Regions from separate parts of the Mus musculus genome. Here all the other regions are linked to region 3. Evidence: chromatin contacts called from public HiChIP or PLAC-seq data. All regions are on one chromosome and are shown on one strand. The core of a region is the stretch at or near the end of the contact, and the rest is flanking DNA. Distances in the headings are between cores, read along the strand shown.

Region 1 (3,976 bases), core at 67-2,566, 350 kb after region 3:
TTCAGTACTGGGAATGCCTTGTTATGCTTGGAGGATGTTCCCAGTTTATGACTGACAAGAGGCCTGGCCCCCTCCCTTTCCACCAAGCAGTAGAGGCCAATTTCTCACCAGGCAGTATTCCTTGGCCATAGTGCATTACCCTCAGGCTGTGCATTTGAAGCTGATGCTGCAAGGAAATCAGGAGCAGTCCCTGGCTGTGGTGGTGGCTGTGGTGGTGGCTGTGGTGGTAGCATCCACTTCATCCATGGCTCTACAGTGTTATTATAGTATCTCGTTTGAAACACTCCCCACAGGTTCCCATGTTTGAGCATCTCCTCCCCAGCAGGCCATGTTCTTTTGGGAGGTCGTGGGAGCTTTGGGACAGAGACCCTTGATGGCAGAAGTAACTGTCTAGGGGTGAGCATTGAAGGCTAGCTTTATCCATTTTGGGTTCTGCTAGGGGTAGGCCTTGAAGACTAGCTATATCTGTTTCTTGTTCTGCTTTAGCTCTGTGTCCGGATGTGATTGTCCACGTGAACAGTTACCTCTGCCCCTGCTACCATCGATGATCCATCCCCTTTGTGCCGCCCTTGCTGCTTTGCACTAATGCCTCTGAAAGGCTGAAGCAGAAGAAATGTTTCCTTGCTTGAGTTGCTTCTGTTCAACATTTGATCACAATGATAACAAAGTAATGAACATACCTAGCCACAAAGACAATAGAGGTCACAGTGGCAGGCAGGGTCCTGGCTGGGGTCTCTGACTCACCAAGGGTTTATTTAAGTCAGATGCTCAGAGCATGTCTGTTTCAGACTGTGGCTCTCTGACCAGCCATATTCTCTTCTCTTTTCTGAATTAAGAGCTTCAGCCTTCCAAACGGTCCAGTCAACTTCCCCCATATCTTTTCTAAGGTCACCTTTCTGTGTACACTTCCTCAGTTGATAGGCCAACACACCCACATTCCACTGATTTCTTTTAAGGCTCCTTTGATTTTTCCCTAGAACGAATCTTTTGTTCCTCCTTTCTGCACTCAAATTGAAACAGAAGTCGCTGTCATTCTAGACCCAAAGCTGCTGAGATGTTGCAATGTGCACAGTTTACCCTAATGCTTTCATCACCCCACTTCCTAGTAGAGTTGCTTCCACTTGTATCTGTTCCCTAAAAGACCGTGACCTCATACAAGATGGAGTGTCAAAGGCCACCGGGGCTGGTGGGCTTGGGCAAGCAGAGGAAGGGCTGCACTGGGGGTCTGAAAGGAGGAGCTCTTTAATGAAATGTCTTCTGAATACTAGATGCTTGCCAAAGGGTCTTCAGTCTCCTTTGATTCCCTACTGCAAGACTCTGAGGTAGCCAAGGATGCCCCCATTTTTTCAGGTTTTTTTTTTTTTCTGAATCCTGCAACCTTCCTTGCGGAAGTTATTTCTTTTTTTTTTTCTTTTTTAAAGATTTATTTATTTATTTATTTATTATATGTAAGTACACTGTAGCTGTCCTCAGACACTCCAGAAGAGGGAGTCAGATCTCGTTACGGATGGTTGTGAGCCACCATGTGGTTGCTGGGATTTGAACTCCTGACCTTCGGAAGAGCAGTCGGGTGCTCTTACCCACTGAGCCATCTCACCAGCCCCGGATGCCCCCATTTTAAAGAAGATAGAAAAAAGCTTTCCTAGAAGATAGTCTTAGTAACTGCATAGTGCACTTAAAACTAGGCCTGTCTGATCCCAAGGATGTCAAACAAATAAAGATTTTTAGTGCTGTGTAATGGGGAGGCGATCTTTCTATCATTTATTCATTCAGCAAATGCTCATGAGAATTCTCTCTCTCTCTCTCTCTCTCTCTCTCTCTCTCTGTGTGTGTGTGTGTGTGTGTGTGTGTGCCTGTGCTGTGTGGATGTGCTTGTCTGTGAGGGAGCACATGAAGGCTAGAGGTTGACTTCAGGATGTCTCCTTTGGTCTCCTTCACCTATAATTCATTCATCCTTTTTTTATTCTCTTTTTTTATTAGCTATTTTCTTTATATACATTTCAAATGCTATCCCGAAAGTTCCCTGTACCCTCCCCCCGCCCTGCTCCCCTACCCACTCACTCCCAATTCTTGGCTCTGGTGTTCTCCTGCACTAGGGCATATAAAGTTTGCAAGACCTAGGGGCCTCTCCTCCCAATGATGGCCGACTAGGCCATCTTCTGCTACATATGCATGAGCTACGCAGACACGAGCTCTGGGGGTACTGGTTAGTTCATATTATTGTTCCACCTATAGGGTTGCAGACCCCTTCAGCTTCTTGGGTACTTTCTCTAGCTCCTCCATTGGGGGCCCTGTGTTCCATCCAATAGCTGACTGTGAGCATCCACTTCTGTGTTTGCCAGGCACCGGCATAGCCTCACAAGAGACAGCTATATCAGGGTCCTTTCAGCAAAATCTTGCTGGCATATGCAATAGTGTCTGCGTTTGGTGGCTGATTATGGGATGGATCCCCAGGTGGGATAGTCTCTGGATGGTCCATCCTTTCATCTTAGCTCCAACCTTTGTCTCTGTGACTCCTTCCATAGGCGTTTTGTTTCCTTCATCCTTCTAAGCCTCTAAATCCACCTCATCCCCAGCTGCCCGCTCATTCAGCATCCTCTCATTTAGTCGACTCACAGTCTGTTTGCATGCCGGTTACATAGCCATTTAATCACTCCATAACTCTTTCCTCTCATCCATCCACTAACGCACTTAGGTGTTTACTCCGTTCAATTTGCTCTTCTATTCTACTCACTCACTAACCTCGGTCGACTTAATCACATGCTAATTCATTCTCTTGCGCTCTCACCCTTGCGTTCACTTTTTCCAGTGCATTAGTCATCAGGCATTTCCCTGAGCCTGTTCTGTGATCCATATAGGACCAGGCCTGGGTATCTACCGAGCACTCTGGATGGTTGCAGTGGTCCTTTTCTTCCTTTTGGAACCCCAGAAGAGGAGTTCTCCGTGGCATGCACCTCGTAGGAGTATCTGAGAACTTCACAGGACCCAGGCATGCACAGGACCTGCCATTACTCTTTCCTAACTGGGGGAGCCTCTCTGATGAGGTAACACAGCTTCCTCCAAGATGTCACCTGTGGACACCTCCCAAAAAGTGAGCAGCTGAGAGAAGCTGCCAGCTCTCAGTTTTCTCCATCATTCTTCTCTTCCTCCTTTGTTCAGACCTCCCCCCGCCCCAAAGCTATTGGCCTATGCTAGCTCTGGGCAGGGGCTGAGCAGTGACATACTGGGTGGAGGCAACACTAAGGGAGATACGAAGCCTGTTCCGTGGGGCTTATCTCAGGCTTATGAGGCAACCGAAGCTTGGCGATCTCATCTGCAACTGTTGTTTTTGTACTTATCTGAGGATGGGGGTGGGGGTGGGGAGGTAGGAATGGGCTTGAGTTACAGCTGAAGGAATTTAGATCAGACACCTGGAAGAACTTCTCAACATTCAGTGCTGCAAGGCTTTGCAAAGACGTGTGTGTGTGTGTGTGTGTGTGTGTGTGTGTGTGTGTGTGTTTGTGTAGCAGAGTTTCCTTTTAAGTTGAATCCACGCTACAACATTGGCTTTGTACAAGCATTCCAGAAATACGTATTTAACTGAGAGCCAAAGCCATTTCTTCTCGGTTTCCCGAATCAGAGCCTCAGTGTCCTTATCAGCCTTAGAGGGTTGTGAGGATGACTGATTGAGGTGACAGTGATTAGTTCCAACCTTACCCGGCCAACAGCATGTGATGGAAGGACATGTGACATGTAGACTTTGAAAACTGCAGCACCGCTCGCTCACATGATATCATAGATGAGTGGGGAGCTTGTTTTGTATAGACTAACAAGGGCTAGGGGACATGGGGACAGACTCTCATCGTGTGCTCATGCTAGTCTCTAACTCAGAACCCGAGCCTCCCTAGTTCTGGGATTCCAGCTATGTACTGCTACATCTAGCTAACGGCCATGGACCTGTAGAGCTGGGGACAGGGTTAGAAGATTGGAAAGGAAG
Region 2 (3,947 bases), core at 252-2,751, 390 kb after region 3:
TCATGGTATTTTGTGTCTACTCAAAGAAATATAAGTTTTCTACTTTCCCCTTCCCTTCCTTCCTTCTTCCTTTTCTCCTTCCATTTTTCTCTACTGTCCTCCAATTTTTCTTCCCTCTCCCATTTGCCTGTCCCCTGTCCATCTTTTCCTCCTCCTCCTCCTCCTCTCATGACTTCTAGGACAGTGCCATGTGACAGCCTCCTGGTCTGTAGGTGAGCCCTGTAGGTGAGGCAGCCTCCTCAGCCCAACCAGGAGACCCTTCTTCAATGGCAAAGTGAGACAGCTCTTTGAAAAAGTCCAAGTTATCTTCATGAAGGCTTATTTGAGCTCACTCTTGACCCCAGGATCATGAAAGGCCCTGTGAAGAAGTCACAGGAAGTGGGAGCCTCGGGGGCTGGCAGCGTTTCTGTGGGAACAGCTGTTGGCATAGAGATGGGTCTGTGAATTTGCCACCGGCACCTTTGAGGAGGCAAGGGCTATCTTCATTCCTAATTCTATCCTTGGTTTTATTTGGAATTTCACACGTGATCACTTTAGAACCTAGGTGGCGTGTCTTTCATTTTCTTTCACAGGTGTGACTGACTGCTCAGGGTGTGAGCCAGGGGACATTGGTTCCCCTTCTTGGAGTTAAGCTGGCATGTACTGTTGGGGTTCTTGGAGATTCCCAAGGCCTCTGGAAATGTATCTGGGTCGGCTCACAAAGACAGGATGCTAAACTAAGTAGTAAATGATCTATCTCCTCAGGGGAGACTCTCCCTTAGGGGAAGGGGCAGGGGCAGGGGCAATTGGAAGAACCCACTGAAACCTTCACACCTTCACTTTGTCCCTGCCCAGTCTTGGTCTTCACTCAGGACCTAGAAGACATTTCATCAGTGTTATCTGATCAGGGTCACTCCTCCAGGCCAGACCCGTGTCTCTTCCTGGTTGTTCAGACAGGGCTAGGGCTCCTCTTTCTGGGTTCTGGGGATGAGCTGTAACATTGCAGCATCTAAGGTATTGTATTGTAATTATCCGTGGGCTCCAGACAAAGGCCTGGAGGGCAGAGGCGGCTCCTTAAGCCCTTTCTGTAACTTCTGCACTATAGGAACTCTGCATATATGGCGAATAAGAATCAACACCCAGCTTGTCTGGTGCTGCACTGATGAGGGAGGTCCCAAGGAATGAGGGGCTGGCTGAGTATCAGGGGCCACTGGATGTCAAGCTCCAGAGATTCAGTCTGCTTGGCAAAGAACCCCATTCTCCATTTCCCAGAGATTGTTCTCGTAATGCGCTGGCAGTGCGCCCAATCCAGGCTCTGACTAGTTCCTAAAACAAGTTAAATCTTTCCCTTTGGGACCATTCCATCAGCAGGGGTAGATGAGCATGCTTCTCTGATGACCTTGGCGTTCATAGCCCCAACTTGGGCTCTTTTCCATTTGGTTCCTCAAGGCCTCAGCAGCAGCCCTGTTATGCTTGGCTGGGTTTCTGGCGGGTGAGGAGCTGAGCGCCGTCTTCCCAGATCCCCGGGTGGATGAGAGCGGTGTCCACGCCCCCACCCACAGCTGCCTGTGCTTGGCTGGGATGGAAACTGGGCTGCCCATCCAACAGATCTCGGTGGAGATTGGAAAGTGCTCCTCGGAGGAGCTAGTTGTGTCATTGTTGGGATGTGGACAGAAGCCAGGCTGCAAATGAGAACTGCGATCTTCCCATCACCCTGGCTCTCCACTGTGATGGAGGGACCATGCCAGCTGCAGAGCCTGGACAGATGTTCCTTGGAGGGACAAAGTGTTACCCGATGAGCATTTCTGAAATGGGACTAGGCTGGCCAGAGCATAGGAAGTAGACTATCTGTGAAGAATTCACCATCCCAGGTAGTGTCTGGCTAGATTTAACCCTTTGATTCTTATTTAATACACTTGGGCAGTAAACATGCTTTTTGAGTCGTTTCTGAAGTCCTCACCCTACATGTGATCCAAGGAGATGCAGAGGGGTAATGAATTGGTCAGGGTTCTCTAGAGGAACAGAACTTATAGACTATATAACATGTGTGAATATATATGCAAATATGAATATATTTATGAATATGAGTACACATATCTACACACATATGTATGAAGGGGATTTACTAAAATAGCGTACAGGTTATGGTCTGGCTAGTCCAGCAATGGTCCAAGAATCCAATAATTATTTAGTTCACTAGGCAACTTCAGTATACATGGAATCCCAAAGAAGTAGTCTCCAAGGCCAGTGAAGGGATGGACTTACAAAGGAGAGCGAGAGCAAGAAGGCAAAGCAAGCTTCCTCCTTCCCATGGCTTTTTTATAGCCTGCCAACAGAAGGTGTGGCCCAGATTAAAGATGGATCTTCCCACCTCAAAAGATCTGGATTAAAAGCAAATCTTTCTACCTCAAAGATCTGGATTAGAAGTAGGTTTTCCCTACTTCTAATTACTTGTTAAAAATCAATCAATCAATCAATCAATCAAACAAACAAACAAACAAACAAACAAACAAACAAAACTAGCCTGGCAGTGGTGGTGTACACCTTTGAATCCAGCCCTTGGGGGGCAGAGGCAGGCAGATCTCTGAGTTTGAGGCCAGCCTGTTCTACAGACTAAGTTCCAGGACAGAAAAGGCTATACAGAGAAACACTATCTCAACTGCACCCCCAAACCAAACCAAATCAAGCCAATACAAACAAACCAACCAACCAAAAACCAAACCTAACTAACCAACCAACCGCCCCCCCCCCAAAAAAAATCTCAAATAAGTAAAATTTAAAAAATCACTTACAGGTGTGCCTAGCCATGTAGGTTTTAGTTAATTCCAGATGTAGTCAAGTTGACAATCAAGAATAGCCACCACAGGTAATGAGAAAAAGACAAATACATTTTCCTTCACGTTTTTCCTTAAGGCTCCTTATAAAAAAATGTTCCTGTGATGTTTAGGTATGGGACTAATGGAGATTATAGAAAACCTGGTGAGTCCTTTCCCGTTCGATACTTGAGGGAGTGAGCAAGGACATCTCGGTGGAAAGTGTGCCCTGAGGGGGCTCACAGCTGACTTAGCTCCCTTACTGGAAATGGAAACACAGACCTTGCTGAGAGGCAGAGTGGAGGGCTGAAGAAAGAGCACTTGGCCAGGACTCAGCTCCAAGCTGGCCACTGGTCCTGTGGGCTCTAGCTCATCAAGCTTTTGACTTTGTTTCATTTTAAAAAATGCACCCAACAGAAGATAAAATGACTTGAAAATAGGCACTGTGAACTACTATTGTTTACAAATATTAACTTTTTTTTTCTTAAATCTTATTCAATGTGTGTCAATGTTTTTTGCCTGCATGTATGTCTGTGTACTGCATGCCTGCCTGGTATTGGCAGAGGCCAGAAGAGGGCATCAGACCCACTGGAACTGGAGTTAGAGATGGTTGTGGGCCTCCATGAGAGTGCTGGGAATCGAATCCAAGAAGAAAAGCAAATGTTCTTAACTGTTGAGCCATTTCTGCAACCCCACTTTATTTATTTATTTATTAATTTATTTAAACAATCACAAAAACAATTTAATAATGTGGGATTATTAGCAAGCTAATTTTGTAAGTAAGAAACGTGAGGGACAAATTGTTGCGATCTTGTTCAAAGTCACATCAGTGATTTTGATGAGTGTTGGACTAAGGCTGGGCTCTTTCTGGGCCTCAGAATCTCCATCTTTGTGAAGAGGCTGATGCTTGCTATCCTGCACGTACTGGGGAGGGAGTTCATGCACACAGAGAAAAGGTCACATGAGACAGCAAGGGAGGGGGTAACTAACTATCTCAAGCCAAGCATCAACAGATGGCTTAGAAGAAACAAAGCAGCTAGCCCTTTCATCTCCGACTTTGACTCCAGGATTCCAGAAAACTGGGGGAATAATTTAATATTCTTTCTGAAAAAGCCAAGTGCTAGCCTTTCCAGCATGAGGAACTGAGTCCAATCC
Region 3 (4,158 bases), core at 568-3,067:
TTATTTTGAAATAGCAAAACTTCCTGATTTTTTTTTTTTTTTTTTGGTTTTTCGAGACAGGGTTTCTCTATATAGTCTTGGCTGTCCTGGAACTCATTTTGTAGACCAGGCTGGCCTCGAACTCAGAAATCCGCCTGTCTCTGCCTCCCAAGTGCTGGGATTAAAGGCTTGCGCCACCACGCCCGGCTCTGATTTTTTTTTTTTTTAAACAGACTATGTATAGTACCTAAATACTGTTTGGATTTTTCTAGACCTTTGACAATGCTTTTGCTATTGATTCTTTTGTTTTCTTCTCAGCTTTTTTTGTTTTGTTTTATTTTGTTTTTGTTTTTTTTTCTTGACCTTTGGAGCTGGGGCTTCAGTTAGATTTCAGTGATCAAACTTCGGATAAAAAGGACTAAAACAGATAAAAAGAAGAAAAAAAAAAAGAAACAAACAAACAAGTAGGAGTCACTCAGTAAAAAGCCAGGCCAGCACCAAATCATGTCTCTGGCCATTGGCAAGAACTGATGCTGGCTTAATGCTATGCAGAGATGACAACAGAGGCAGAAGTAGAACTGACATGAGGAGCCTTTTGTGAAGCACTGTAGTCCTCTTTTAATGACATAAAGTTTTAATGTCTTGTGGTCAGAGGGAAGGAGCTTTTATGAGGACGACACGTAGCACAGCTGAAAGCAGCTTGATTCTTCTAGAGATCATTACCCACACTGTTCTTTCCCCGTTACAGACGAAGTCCTGTATTCATGCTGTGCGTTTCTGTATACCATTACTTATGTGTACACGTGCAGCCTGATAAAACTACAGTGTTTGCCACATGTGTAATTTAAAATTTTCTACTGCCCTTCTTTCATAAAATATGGAGGAAGGAGAGATTTGTAATGTTTTATTTAACCTAGTGTATCTGAAACTATTTTTCGGGACCAGAGAGATGGCTTTATGGGTAAGAGGATTGGCTGCTTTTCCAGAGGACCTAGGTTCAATTCCTATAACCCAGGCTATACCACACCTGCTTCTACACTAGACACTACTCATGTCCATAGTATATCCGTAGACATAATGCAGTCAAAACATCTATACACACAAATATAATTTAAAAAGTAAATAAAGATAAAATATTTTTATGTGTCATAAATATGAAAGCTCCTAAGGAGTTCTTTTGACACAGCGTGGGCACTGAAATCAGAATCCTACAGTACACTAGACTCCAGACTAGCCACACTGCTTATGCTTATTGGTCACATATAACACTTTATGAGATGACAAAAGACACATAAGGGTTATTTCACTTCTCTGTGACAGAGTAAGAAATAAGAGATGGCCAAATCAGCTAGATCTGCAGCTCTTTAGCAGTTCTGGTGAGTCTTCCAATCAAACCGGTGGAAGAATGAGACACTCAGTTTCTCCTGCACTCTCCTCTGCTGAAACTGTGGCTAGTATTTTAGGGTTTTCCCCAAATTGTTTAGCCAGCTTAAAATAAAAAGTGCATTGTTTCTGAGGATCCTGTTACATTTGCTTCTGTATAAAATGTTGTGTGTTCATTTGAATCCACATCTACAGTTCTTCATATTTTGTAGCTGATGTGGTAAATCAGTTTCATATGCTGTTGGGCAAGCTGGAAGGTTAAGCCTCTTAACTTCGGCAGCCAGCATATTCTAGTTGCTGTAAACAATTAAGCCTGTCAGCAGTTGACCTTGGGAATGCTAATTTGCTTGTCCCTGGGTGCCGCCTCAGGCCCTGGCTTTCTCTCTGTGGGTGGGAGTTGTGAACCTGGTTTGGAGAAGAACTAGAGGCATTTGAGGCCAGCTCCAAACAGATGTGCTTCTTGCTTCACTTTTGCATGTGACCACAGTTGCAAGAGGCATATTCTTGCATGTTTTTTTTAAGGCCTGTGGAATCAGAGAGCAAAGTTGAAAGGCAGCTTCTTTACCTTTGGATCTGTTCTTGCCCTTCAGTAGAGTCCTCATCTGTCATGGCGAAGGTTGATTTAAAACCAGCAGTCTTTTTCATTGGGGTTCACTGTGCGTCTTAAACTTACAAGAAGAGTTGAAAGCCACCTTTTATCACACACACACACACACACTCCTTGCTTTGTGATTTTTTACTGACAGGGTCTTACCATGTAACCCAGGCTCGCCTCAAAGTTACTACCCTCCTACCTCATCCTCCAGAAGGCTGAGATTACAGGAATCCATAAGCACACCTGGTTTCGTATTCATGGCAGTTATTTTGTGTCTGGTCAAGAATAAGGCGAATAATTGAGGAGAAGGGGGTGCTAGCTGGGAAGTTATACTCACTGAGAAGTTCTTCATGGGCTCTCTGTAAGTGTGCATACCTGAGAGAGGAAGGTTGAGAGTATTTATTCAATTCTAAATTAATTACTGCCATTGTAAACTGGTGACGGCAGCAGTGACCACTTTAACCTGAAGATGAAGATTTCACTTTTCTTCTGGACTGCGTGTTAGGTTTTTGGGAGTGAGAAGAGAATGGTATTCAAGAAAGAGACGTATTGAGTTCAGTTGTCTTTAGGACAGGGTATTTATTAACAGCACAGCCTGTCCTGTGGTCCCACCCTGATGCCATAGCTTTAGTCCTGCCAGACAAAGGAAGGTGCCTATACTTAAAGGTTTCAGAGAGATGGGGGAAATCCTATACTGTGTGGAAGGAGGCCTCGTTAATATGTGACTTGAGCTAGATGACTCGGACCACAGTCAGGGTGTTTTAGATTGTGACTAGCATTGGGGAAGAGGCAGATTTGGCTCTGTGTGAGGGCTGTGTAAGGGCAACAACTTACAGGGCTGGCTCATTAGCTCTTAGCTATAGCATCTGCACCTGGAGACTCTGGGTTCTGATATAGTGCTTAGGCAAAGTACAACATGATACTGTACAGTACAGTACAGTACTGTAGAGTATCATATAAAACTTATTTAAATTGTTTATTTGAACTTGTTTGGTTTTCATTATTAGGTAATTGTTAATTTTTTAAAAAATTGATTGATCACCAATTACTTCTTGGCCCATGCTTTGAAAAGGTTAATTAGCAGCTACGGCAAATAAGAATAAATGCAAAGATTGGGAAAGCTACGTGGTAGTAAGCAAGGTATTTCTAATTAGTAGATTATTGGTATGTGTGACAGAAAAAAGAATCAGACCTCTTCCTTTACGACAGAACCCCGGTCTATATGTCAGGATGCACACATCTCTTACAAAAGATGTATAGGTGATCTATGATTAACAATTATTTGTATGCATGAGTGAGTATGAACATGGGTAAGTGCATGTGCAGTGTTCCAGAAAGAACACTGGCCCCTCTGGAGCTCTGTGAGGTGATTGTCAGCTGTGTAATGTGCGTGCTGGGAACCAAACTTAGGACCTCTGCAGGAGCAGTGTGTGCTCTTACCCACGGAGCAACCCCCTCTCTAGACTCTGTATTTATGCATCTCAGTTATCAATAGCTATCTCAATAGATTGTCCATGTTTGATCATTTCTTTCCCCATGACCACAGACAGCACTTGGCACTTCCTCTCCAAATAGGCCGTCCATCTGTGCAAAACTGCTGACCAGCGCTTACAGGACTGTGGTGTCACTGGCTACATCCTTCCATATGCACCCTAGTCATAGAGACCTCCTCAAGGGGCCCTGTGTGTGCTCTGTGGACTTCCTTTTCCTCTCCCTGAGGTGTCCTCTCCCTTCTGAGTGCTGGTGGTATGCCTGTTGGTCACGCTCGGCTGAGGTTCAGTGCCACATCTTTCTTCTTTGCTTCCTCTGTGTATGCTGTACACTTACTCAGCCGAGCAGCCGAGCACTTCTTTTCTCCGAGTTCTTTTCTCGTGCCCATTCACAGCACTAGACAGACAGGGAGGCTTGAAAAGGCCACTTAGTTATGTTCAGTTTTGCATGTTTTGGCGTTGTGTTCCAAAGTATATTTTGTACTAGACTCAGCTGAGGAGTACCTGTAAACAACCTACAAACAGATGCTGGTTGGTCAGCAGTGAACTGGGCTTGGTTGATTCCTGTTCTAGATGAACATTTTTCTGTTATAGTCTCTTCTCATATCTGTAACAGATTAAAATTTTGTAGACTGAAAATATAAAATAGTTTTGGAGAGAATAGCAGAAATGTTCCTATGGACCAGCAGAATGGCTGGATGCACTGGCCAT

The links. HiChIP or PLAC-seq counts read pairs in DNA pulled down with a chosen protein or histone mark.
Region 1: a contact with region 3 is called in an H3K27ac HiChIP or PLAC-seq map of trophoblast stem cells, with 7 times the contacts expected there. The contact joins two enhancer-like sites. A contact is called at or near these places in 3 of 15 datasets of contacts at CTCF or cohesin (the NIH/3T3 cell line and large pre-B cells), 16 of 484 Hi-C or Micro-C datasets (B cells, Th1 cells, Th2 cells and 9 more), 11 of 115 datasets of contacts at active chromatin or transcription factors (T-cell acute lymphoblastic leukemia, bone marrow-derived dendritic cells, bone marrow-derived macrophages and 7 more) and 2 of 9 other capture datasets (bone marrow-derived macrophages and embryonic stem cells).
Region 2: a contact with region 3 is called in a CTCF HiChIP or PLAC-seq map of the NIH/3T3 cell line, with 22 read pairs. The contact joins two enhancer-like sites. A contact is called at or near these places in 2 of 15 datasets of contacts at CTCF or cohesin (the NIH/3T3 cell line and large pre-B cells), 11 of 484 Hi-C or Micro-C datasets (the N1E-115 cell line, bone marrow-derived macrophages, brown adipocytes and 6 more), 10 of 115 datasets of contacts at active chromatin or transcription factors (the NIH/3T3 cell line, bone marrow-derived macrophages, embryonic basal ganglia and 7 more) and 1 of 9 other capture datasets (macrophages).

The regions. Positions count from the first base shown.
Region 1 is chr15:59,743,650-59,747,625 of GRCm38.p6, forward strand. No RefSeq gene overlaps it. Among named protein-coding and RNA genes, the nearest start is that of Gm19510, 49 kb to the right of the region's middle. Within about 2 kb of position 1,317, at least 57 of the 459 cell types and tissues checked have an H3K27ac peak or open chromatin away from gene starts, as enhancers often do. A contact at or near this core is called in bone marrow-derived macrophages and trophoblast stem cells, where this site is marked.
Region 2 is chr15:59,776,215-59,780,161 of GRCm38.p6, forward strand. No RefSeq gene overlaps it. Among named protein-coding and RNA genes, the nearest start is that of Gm19510, 17 kb to the right of the region's middle. Within about 2 kb of position 1,502, at least 71 of the 459 cell types and tissues checked have an H3K27ac peak or open chromatin away from gene starts, as enhancers often do. A contact at or near this core is called in the NIH/3T3 cell line, embryonic fibroblasts, fibro-adipogenic progenitors and 1 more, where this site is marked.
Region 3 is chr15:59,390,399-59,394,556 of GRCm38.p6, forward strand. All of the region lies in intron 2 of Nsmce2 (NSE2/MMS21 homolog, SMC5-SMC6 complex SUMO ligase), which reads left to right. Among named protein-coding and RNA genes, the nearest start is that of Nsmce2, 18 kb to the left of the region's middle. Within about 2 kb of position 1,818, at least 78 of the 459 cell types and tissues checked have an H3K27ac peak or open chromatin away from gene starts, as enhancers often do. A contact at or near this core is called in the NIH/3T3 cell line, bone marrow-derived macrophages, embryonic fibroblasts and 3 more, where this site is marked.